Regions from separate parts of the Mus musculus genome. Here region 2 is linked to region 1. The links are chromatin contacts, called in public Hi-C maps. All regions are on one chromosome and are shown on one strand. Each heading gives the region's core, a stretch centred on a gene start, on an enhancer-like site or on the middle of the called end of the contact. The rest is flanking DNA. Distances are from core to core; before and after follow the strand shown.

Evidence for each region. Hi-C and Micro-C count contacts between places; a contact is called where the count stands out from the background.
Region 2: a Hi-C map of cortical neurons shows a contact between it and region 1, with 3 times the contacts expected there. The contact joins the promoter of Dlg2 here to the enhancer-like site in region 1. A contact is called at or near these places in 4 of 484 Hi-C or Micro-C datasets (cerebral cortex, cortical neurons and forebrain) and 2 of 115 datasets of contacts at active chromatin or transcription factors (forebrain and neural progenitor cells).

Annotation. Positions count from the first base shown.
Region 1 is chr7:90,841,832-90,845,486 of GRCm38.p6, reverse strand. It overlaps a transcript of Dlg2 not described here. Among named protein-coding and RNA genes, the nearest start is that of Gm39048, 170 kb to the left of the region's middle. Within about 2 kb of position 1,711, at least 11 of the 459 cell types and tissues checked have an H3K27ac peak or open chromatin away from gene starts, as enhancers often do. A contact at or near this core is called in cortical neurons and forebrain, where this site is marked.
Region 2 is chr7:91,088,767-91,092,421 of GRCm38.p6, reverse strand. Dlg2 (discs large MAGUK scaffold protein 2) reads right to left here and starts at 1,636. Exons shown (of 23, transcript NM_011807.3): 1 at 1,374-1,636. The coding sequence starts at 1,415.

The DNA of each region.
Region 1 (3,655 bases), core at 462-2,961:
ATCTATGAAATACGATGTGAGCTGTTATTCCATGATATAGTTATTAAATAAAATCCAAGAACTTTTATCTAGAACTCCCCCATTAGCTACAATAATGGAAAGGAATTTATCTCTTCTTTCATGCTTGTTTTTCTCATTACTTGAAATTATGTTTCTAAATTACTGTAACGTAGAGAGTATTCCTTCAAGAATGTTCTCTGTGATCTCCTTCCGTTTTGCTTAATCTTCTGTGACTTCCTCTCTGTAAGTCTTGATACTTCCACAGAGCAGGTATCCTGTCACATAACTGTAGTTCTTTTAAATTTCATTTAATTTCTGTCTCATTATTCTCTTCACTGTCGGCACTGAATACAAGTGCATAGCAGTCACACAACTCACAGGTTAGCAAGTACCCTATGTTTGCGTTCAAATGTCTTCCATCATCCCGAATGCTCCTGGTTAAATACACTCACCTCTTCCATGAAAGGGGGATTTTGTGGTGGGGTGGGCAGTGCTGCCCTAATGTAATGAGAGTTTCTAAATATCCTATTAGCTTGATATGTCGAACTAGGTTTGCTCCCAGAAGTAAAGACCTAAACTTGAACATCACAAGAGGTCATATTTCTGAGGCAGCTTCCAGGAGATGCCTCTGTTCTTCCGTGTCCATGTTTCATGTCTTCAGCATTCAAGTAAGGTGATGGCACAGGACTCTGTGTTTGCATGCTTGCCTGGACTCTTTGGCGTGGAGAAGGGTATAGTAATGAAGAAGGCCCATATGCATCTCTAGGTGAGATAACTGCAGCCTATTCCTGGATGCATACAGTCAGTTTCCTAGGTGAAAGACTCAGTGTTTATGTCTATAATGTCTCAAAGAGACTTATTCTAGGTACGCTGTATTATCTCAAATCACTCCTCACACACATCTTGAGAGTGAATTTATGCTATTATTTTTGAGAGTCTATTTTGTTATGAGGGTTAGTGTAATTAACCTACACAGGGTTGTACAACTAAGAACTGACAGTGTCTGAATGCAAACCCAAAGCACCTCATGCTCTTCACCTTGAAACACTGCCCTCATAATCTACAGATTTTCAAGTGACCAAGTGAAGGATTTGAATGTAATAACAATCAGACCCTTTGTTCAGCCTGCCACATACCAAATACTAAGGAATTACTAAATCAGAAGTTGTTCTGCAATGGAAAACTTCCTTTATCATTTTTAAGACACACAAGGTGTTTTTGAAGCATTGAACAGCTGTAGCAGTGTATCAGTTTTCTGACAATTGTCGTGTGTGTGTTGTGTGTGTGTGTGTGTGTGTGTGTGTGTGTGTGTGTGTGTGTGTTGCACATGCATTTGTAAGAGAGGGAGAGAAGAAAGGGTGACTATAGAAAGGCTGACAAACAGAAGGGAGAGGGATTTACTTATTTACAGGCACAGCAGGCAGGTATGAACACATACATGCAGCTATTATCTTTATCTTTGAATTGCTCATTGGCAAGATATTCAGAAATTGGAGGGATAGGGAAATAGGAGGGTAAGAAGTCACAGCCACATTAAGGAAATTACTGGCAAAGTAAAAATCTTCATGATTAAAAATAAAAAGAAAGCAAGCAAGGGGTCGGGAGATACAAAAGACACTTCAAAGCAAGTGCATCAGGTTACCATGGCAACGGGAGGATGTGGGTTGAAATTTATATTACTCCATTGTTCCAGCAGAGAGGTTCTAAATGACACCCTAGTGGCCTCCCAGAGCCATGCATCTTCCCCCAGTGCTCTGGCTTGTGACTGGAGAGTGCTTTAGGCATCAAGAAGGAACAGGTTCACAGCAACACTGTCACTTCCAGTCTCCCTAGCCTCTCAAGTGAAAACACTTGTCATTTCAATATAGAGCATAGCACTCATTTCTGGAGCGAGTCATGACCCAGCCTATCAGAATATCAGCACACTCATATGCACAGGTGGCTGAGGACAGCAAGCATTTGTCTCGCTGTCCTCAGTCCAAGATTCAGTGTGCCCAGTGTCAGTTCTGAGCACTCTTATGTTCTGAATCCCCATTTTCCTGATGGAATAGAAGTCAGGTCTAGTTACCAGGTAAACTTAGTTACAATCCTAAAATTCTGAATAGCCATTCAATGCCATCATCCAGTATTAATGGTGAACATTTATTGGGAATACTTTGCATTTATTAATTCTTGTACTAATAAATAGCAAATTGGTCATATCTATAGTTGCCAAATGTACTTTGATGACAGTTTTAGACATGTATGGGCAACTGAGGCTTAGACAAGTTAAGAGATTTTTTTTTTCTACCAATTATCCCTTTTATTTAAAAAGTCAAATTTGACTGCAGTTCTGACAACAAAGCCTCTGCTGGGAGGATTATTTTAGTCCATGAAATTTTGGCTGTGATGTGGTCAATGCTTTAACACAAATACTCTCAGAAAGTCAAGGTAGCCCCAATATAATGGTTTTCTGCTACTTTATTAAGAATTGGACAAATAGACTGATGAGAGACGCCTCCTATTCATATTAAGTCCAAAGTAAACACACTCCTTATGAAGATGCTGCGTTAGAGCTAGCCTCAGTATCTCAGCTAGGACTTTCCCAGTCCTTGCCCTCTCTCACTGACCATTAGTGGGAGGAAATGGAGGGAGCGGAGGAAGGAAGATGCATTCTGCGTCTTACACTCTGAGCATGGCAGTAGTAGCCTTTTGAACATTCACATATGATGGTATTACTTACTTTCCTTGTTACTATGATAAAATACTGGAGAGCTTGAAGGTATAGTCCCTTATAGTGGGGAAGCCTTGGTCAGCAGGAGCTATTGCATAACTGGTCTCATTGCATCCTCAGTCAGGAAGCAGAGTGACAGATGCTGGTGCTCAGCTCACTTTCTGCTTATATGTAGACCAGAATTTATTGGTTGATTGGTACTTCTAGTATTTAGGGTAGACCTTCCCACCTCAGTAACCTAATCTAGAAAATGCTTCACAAATATACCCAGAAATTCATGTCTATGATAATTCTAAACCATGTCAAATAATTGATAATTGAGATGAACTATCTCAATTATATATATAAACACATATGTGGGATAATCATTTTCATTCCTATTTTCCATGACCATTCATCCAAAATTGAGTTGAGAAATAATTCCCATGTATTACACAGTTAGTCACTTTTAAAGTTTCAACAAGTGTCATAGCTATAATCTTGTAGCTTTATTCCCTTATACCTTGGCAAGTTCCACAACAACACTTGCAATAGTAATTCTAGGTGGTACAATTTATAAGTTATGGAGTAATCACCAAGAATAACTGAAGCAGAGGAAAAGGTAAGAATTGACTGAATAAACAGAAACAAATTTATCTTTAACCTCATATTACTTCATTATCTAATTATCTAATTGTATTCAAGAGGAATCTGGTAAGAGATTCCTTGAGTGCCTTTCCTATATCGGGTTAGCACAGAGTGGGGACTTTTAACTAAGACTAACCTTCATTGTAATAAATAAGCAGTCTTACCAGGGAACCAGCATGGTTAATAAGGGATCCAGTAATGACAGTTTTAATCTATTTCCTGGCATCCCTAAACTGTTTCCTGGTTAATATCATGCTTGGAGAAGTATCAACAGTGAACACCACCCATTTCCCTTATTTGGTGCAATAAAGATTG
Region 2 (3,655 bases), core at 387-2,886, 250 kb before region 1:
TTATTTATTTTGAAAAAGACGAGAAGACAAGGACTCACCCACTTTACTAAACAAGGAACTAAGCATAAATTGAAATAGAAGGCACTAGAACAACCCACACTCGTGTTTGCGGATACAACTCCACCTCTTAAAACCTGTCAGGAGGTTTCTTACGCCCACCACATTTACCTGGGAGGAAGTGAATTCTTAAAGTAGTAAGAAGTAAAACCTACAGAACTCTGCTTGCTCAAGGCTCTCCAGGCTGCCATGCTGAGAGGTCTGCTCACCGTGGACATATAAATACTACCTGTTTGAAGTTCAAATGTAAAGCGAGGAGGTTTACAAAAGTGAGCAGCCGGGAGCTCTCCAATAAAACTTGTAAACACACAAAATGAAACTTTAGTACCCAGACTCATAAAACACTTCCTCTCCTGAAATAAAAAGGGAAACACTTTACATCGACTTTTAATTTTTCAAAAGTCCTATTTTAGGCTTTAAACTGCCTCTAATTTTTTTTTTCTTTCTCAAAGACAATCACTTCTTTTTGGACCTGCTTCAATTAGAATTACAAACTCAAGCTGGGGTACGGGGGTGGGGGGGGGTGGGGGGGTGGAAATTCACTTAAACTATGCAAGTGGAATCCCACAGCAGCTCTCTCTGGTTCTTCGTGCTGAATGAATAGCGTCAGAGAAACCTTTCAAATAATAACATCCTTGCTCGTGACAAGGGGTAAGTCTCCCAAACTTGAGCTCAACTTTGGAGCCTTATTAGCTCCAGCAAGTGAATGTCAGCGAGGTGACAGCATCCAGGTGGCGGCACCCAAGCAGTCTAACCCGGCAGCCCACCCTGAGCTGAGAAGCTGTGTGGTTAATACCACCAAATTCCCCGATGCTCCTCATCCTCCTCTCAACACACAGGATGCTCGGGTACCCCCACAGATCACATCCTAATTCCACTCCAGCCTCCACATTCAAACCCGGGAGCTCTCAGAACAATGAAGCTGCAGGCACACGTACAGTTCACAGCACTTTCAAAAGGGAAAGACTAAATTCTAATTGACAGCGTGATCCATAGCTTGTTACCTCCTCTGGTTTCTTGTTGCTGGCCTACGGAAATAATCCTCATCTTTTCCTCCCCCCTCTCCACCCTCCAAGTGTGAGCAAGAACCTGAATTACAAACAGTTAAACCTGAAGGTCACTTCACCACAGCGTTCTGACTCGCTCCCCCAGGGAGGCGGCAAGGCAACAATAAAACAAAGCCTTCGCAACCACCTGTAATAATCAGCCTGCTCAGCCGGCCATCCGAAAAGTCCTGGCGCTACACAAGGTAGACATTTTTTTGCAGCTGGTTTAACATGTACATCATGCCCAGTGGCCGTCTCGCTCCCTCTTACCTTTACGTTAGTCCGGAGTGCACAATAACATGCAAAGAACATTGCAGTAAATAAGGGGCATATGGGCCGGTGGTGATCAGCTTCTCAGCACAGCGCAAGCCCCACACACACGATCCTGGGCATGTGCTGCTAAGGAGCATCCGTTCCCTCTGTCAGTTTGAAAATGCATTGATCCCTGTTTCCTCTGACTACAAAACGACATGTCTTGAAGGCACTGAGTGAGAGCTCAGAATCTCTTCATTGGCTATATATAGCATTGTGCCCAGTAATTTCAATTAGCCGAGGATTCAGCATCCGAAAGTTAGAACCTCAGTTGCTTTTCCTTCTAGCATTTTAAATCACTGGGGGAAAAAAAGGAGGGGGGAATGAGCTCACTCAGGAAGGAGGGGGGGGGGGAAAGGTGAAGAATTGAAATTTAACCAATGAGTTACTTATATTTCTGGGGAGCCCGAGTGTTGTCCTATTAGATACTTTACCAGGGGATTGCATCTGGCAGACTGTGGTTGAAGAGGGAACCCTTTTCCCTTTGTAGCCTAACAGCTCTGCACTACATTCCAAGCTTTTCTGATGCAGTATCCTGTTTGGCAAATACTACAAACCACTGCAAGCATGCCTCACTCTTCCATTTCTCTGTGTGGAACAGAGCAGGACCAAAAGGTTCCGTGTCTCATAGAGTCCCCTAAAACCTAAGCTGGGTCCACCAGGGGTGCTCGCCAGCTCCAGGGCAAGGAAGTACCACCTCTTACTGCCCTGTCCTGGGATATCATATCATCAGGTCTGTCTTCCAGGGATATTTAAAGTTGTTAGGCTCTCTAACAAAACCATGCATCTAAATTCTCCAATGCTATGCTTTGTTGATAAACAACTATCAGCGATACAGGATGGGATTGGAACAAAACAGGGGGACAATTCAACCAGCGGGATGAAAAAATGATATAAAATGTTTAGCTGGTCCTGGGAGGTAGAGAGGGAGGAAGGGAGAGAGAGAGAGAGAGAGAGAGAGAGAGAGAGAGAGACTTCTATTCCCATGAATCCACGAGGAGGGGGGATTTTTAATTAACAAACATTTTCAGGTCTTACTGTCTGTTGATATCCTTGACAAGCAACAGATACTGCAAATTAATTGGATTTTTATTCAGCCAAGGCAAGGTTCTAAACTCTTTTTTCCAGCTTCAGGCAGCCCTAATGCTCAGCTAGAATTCTAAAGCTCTCTGGCGAAATGCGAGCAGACATGAACAGTTCTCACTGCAGTAAAAATAGTGGGAGGAAAAAGATTGGTGATGTCTTTGCCACAGCAACAGGGAAGAACCGCATCACTCACAGGGAAAAAGCTGCAGTGACTTTTAGGGTTTTTCTTTAACGTGTTTTGCATAAGCCACCTCCCCTTTGGAGCCTGCAGCAGTGCTGATGCTCTCTGGCAGTCTCTGGGCATCTCTCCTGGGCAGTGAGGTGAGAATGCTTCAGAGGGTAGATGGGAATTCAGAGAGAGGAATTAAAGAGCTAGGTTTTCTACTTCCCTCTTAATGATAAGCGTTCAGAAAGTGTCGTCACTTCTGACTAAATAGCTATTTTGGGTTGTCATTGTTTGTGGCTTTTTTAGGAAGAAGGAAAAGCAACCTTGGCTTAAGCTGGAGATTGTTCAGCAATGAAAGAGAAGGGAGCCACTTAATTTGATTCCCAGCTCTGTCTGTCATAGTAGACTAGGTAATTACAAACTGTAAGTGCTTGTAGCATAACTGTGACTTCCAGGGCAGTTTAAAAAATGGATGCCCAGGTCCTATCACTCCCCAACTTTTATTAATGGCTTCAAAACAGAGCCTGTCATTTCAGTTCATAATGCCTCCCTCTCCAGAGGTCATAGCAGGTTACCTCTCCTGAAGCTCTTCCCAGTAAATGAACACAAACACCGGAAGCTGTGGTAAACACGGGGACGATTTAAAACTGCCTGTCTCCACTAGGGTTCAGAAGATTCTCAGGAAAAAAAAAAATCAACAAATGTACTGTTAAGTAAAATTTTCGCTTGGAATTAGTGTATAAGACACTTTCTTTGTTTTTATTGCTATTTTGATGGTCTCCAGCCTTTTTTTGGTACCCCAATACAGGACGAGACAGGAAGTGTCACAATCTCAGAGATGCACACTGGTAGGAAACAGACCAAAGTGAAGTTGGAAGAACTTAGAGTTTCAGCCAAGCTTTGAAGTGTGTACATTCCAAGGAAGACTATGGCCTTGAAGACCTATTTAAAACTCTCAAGTGGCCTTACCTATCTCACAGAATCCCAG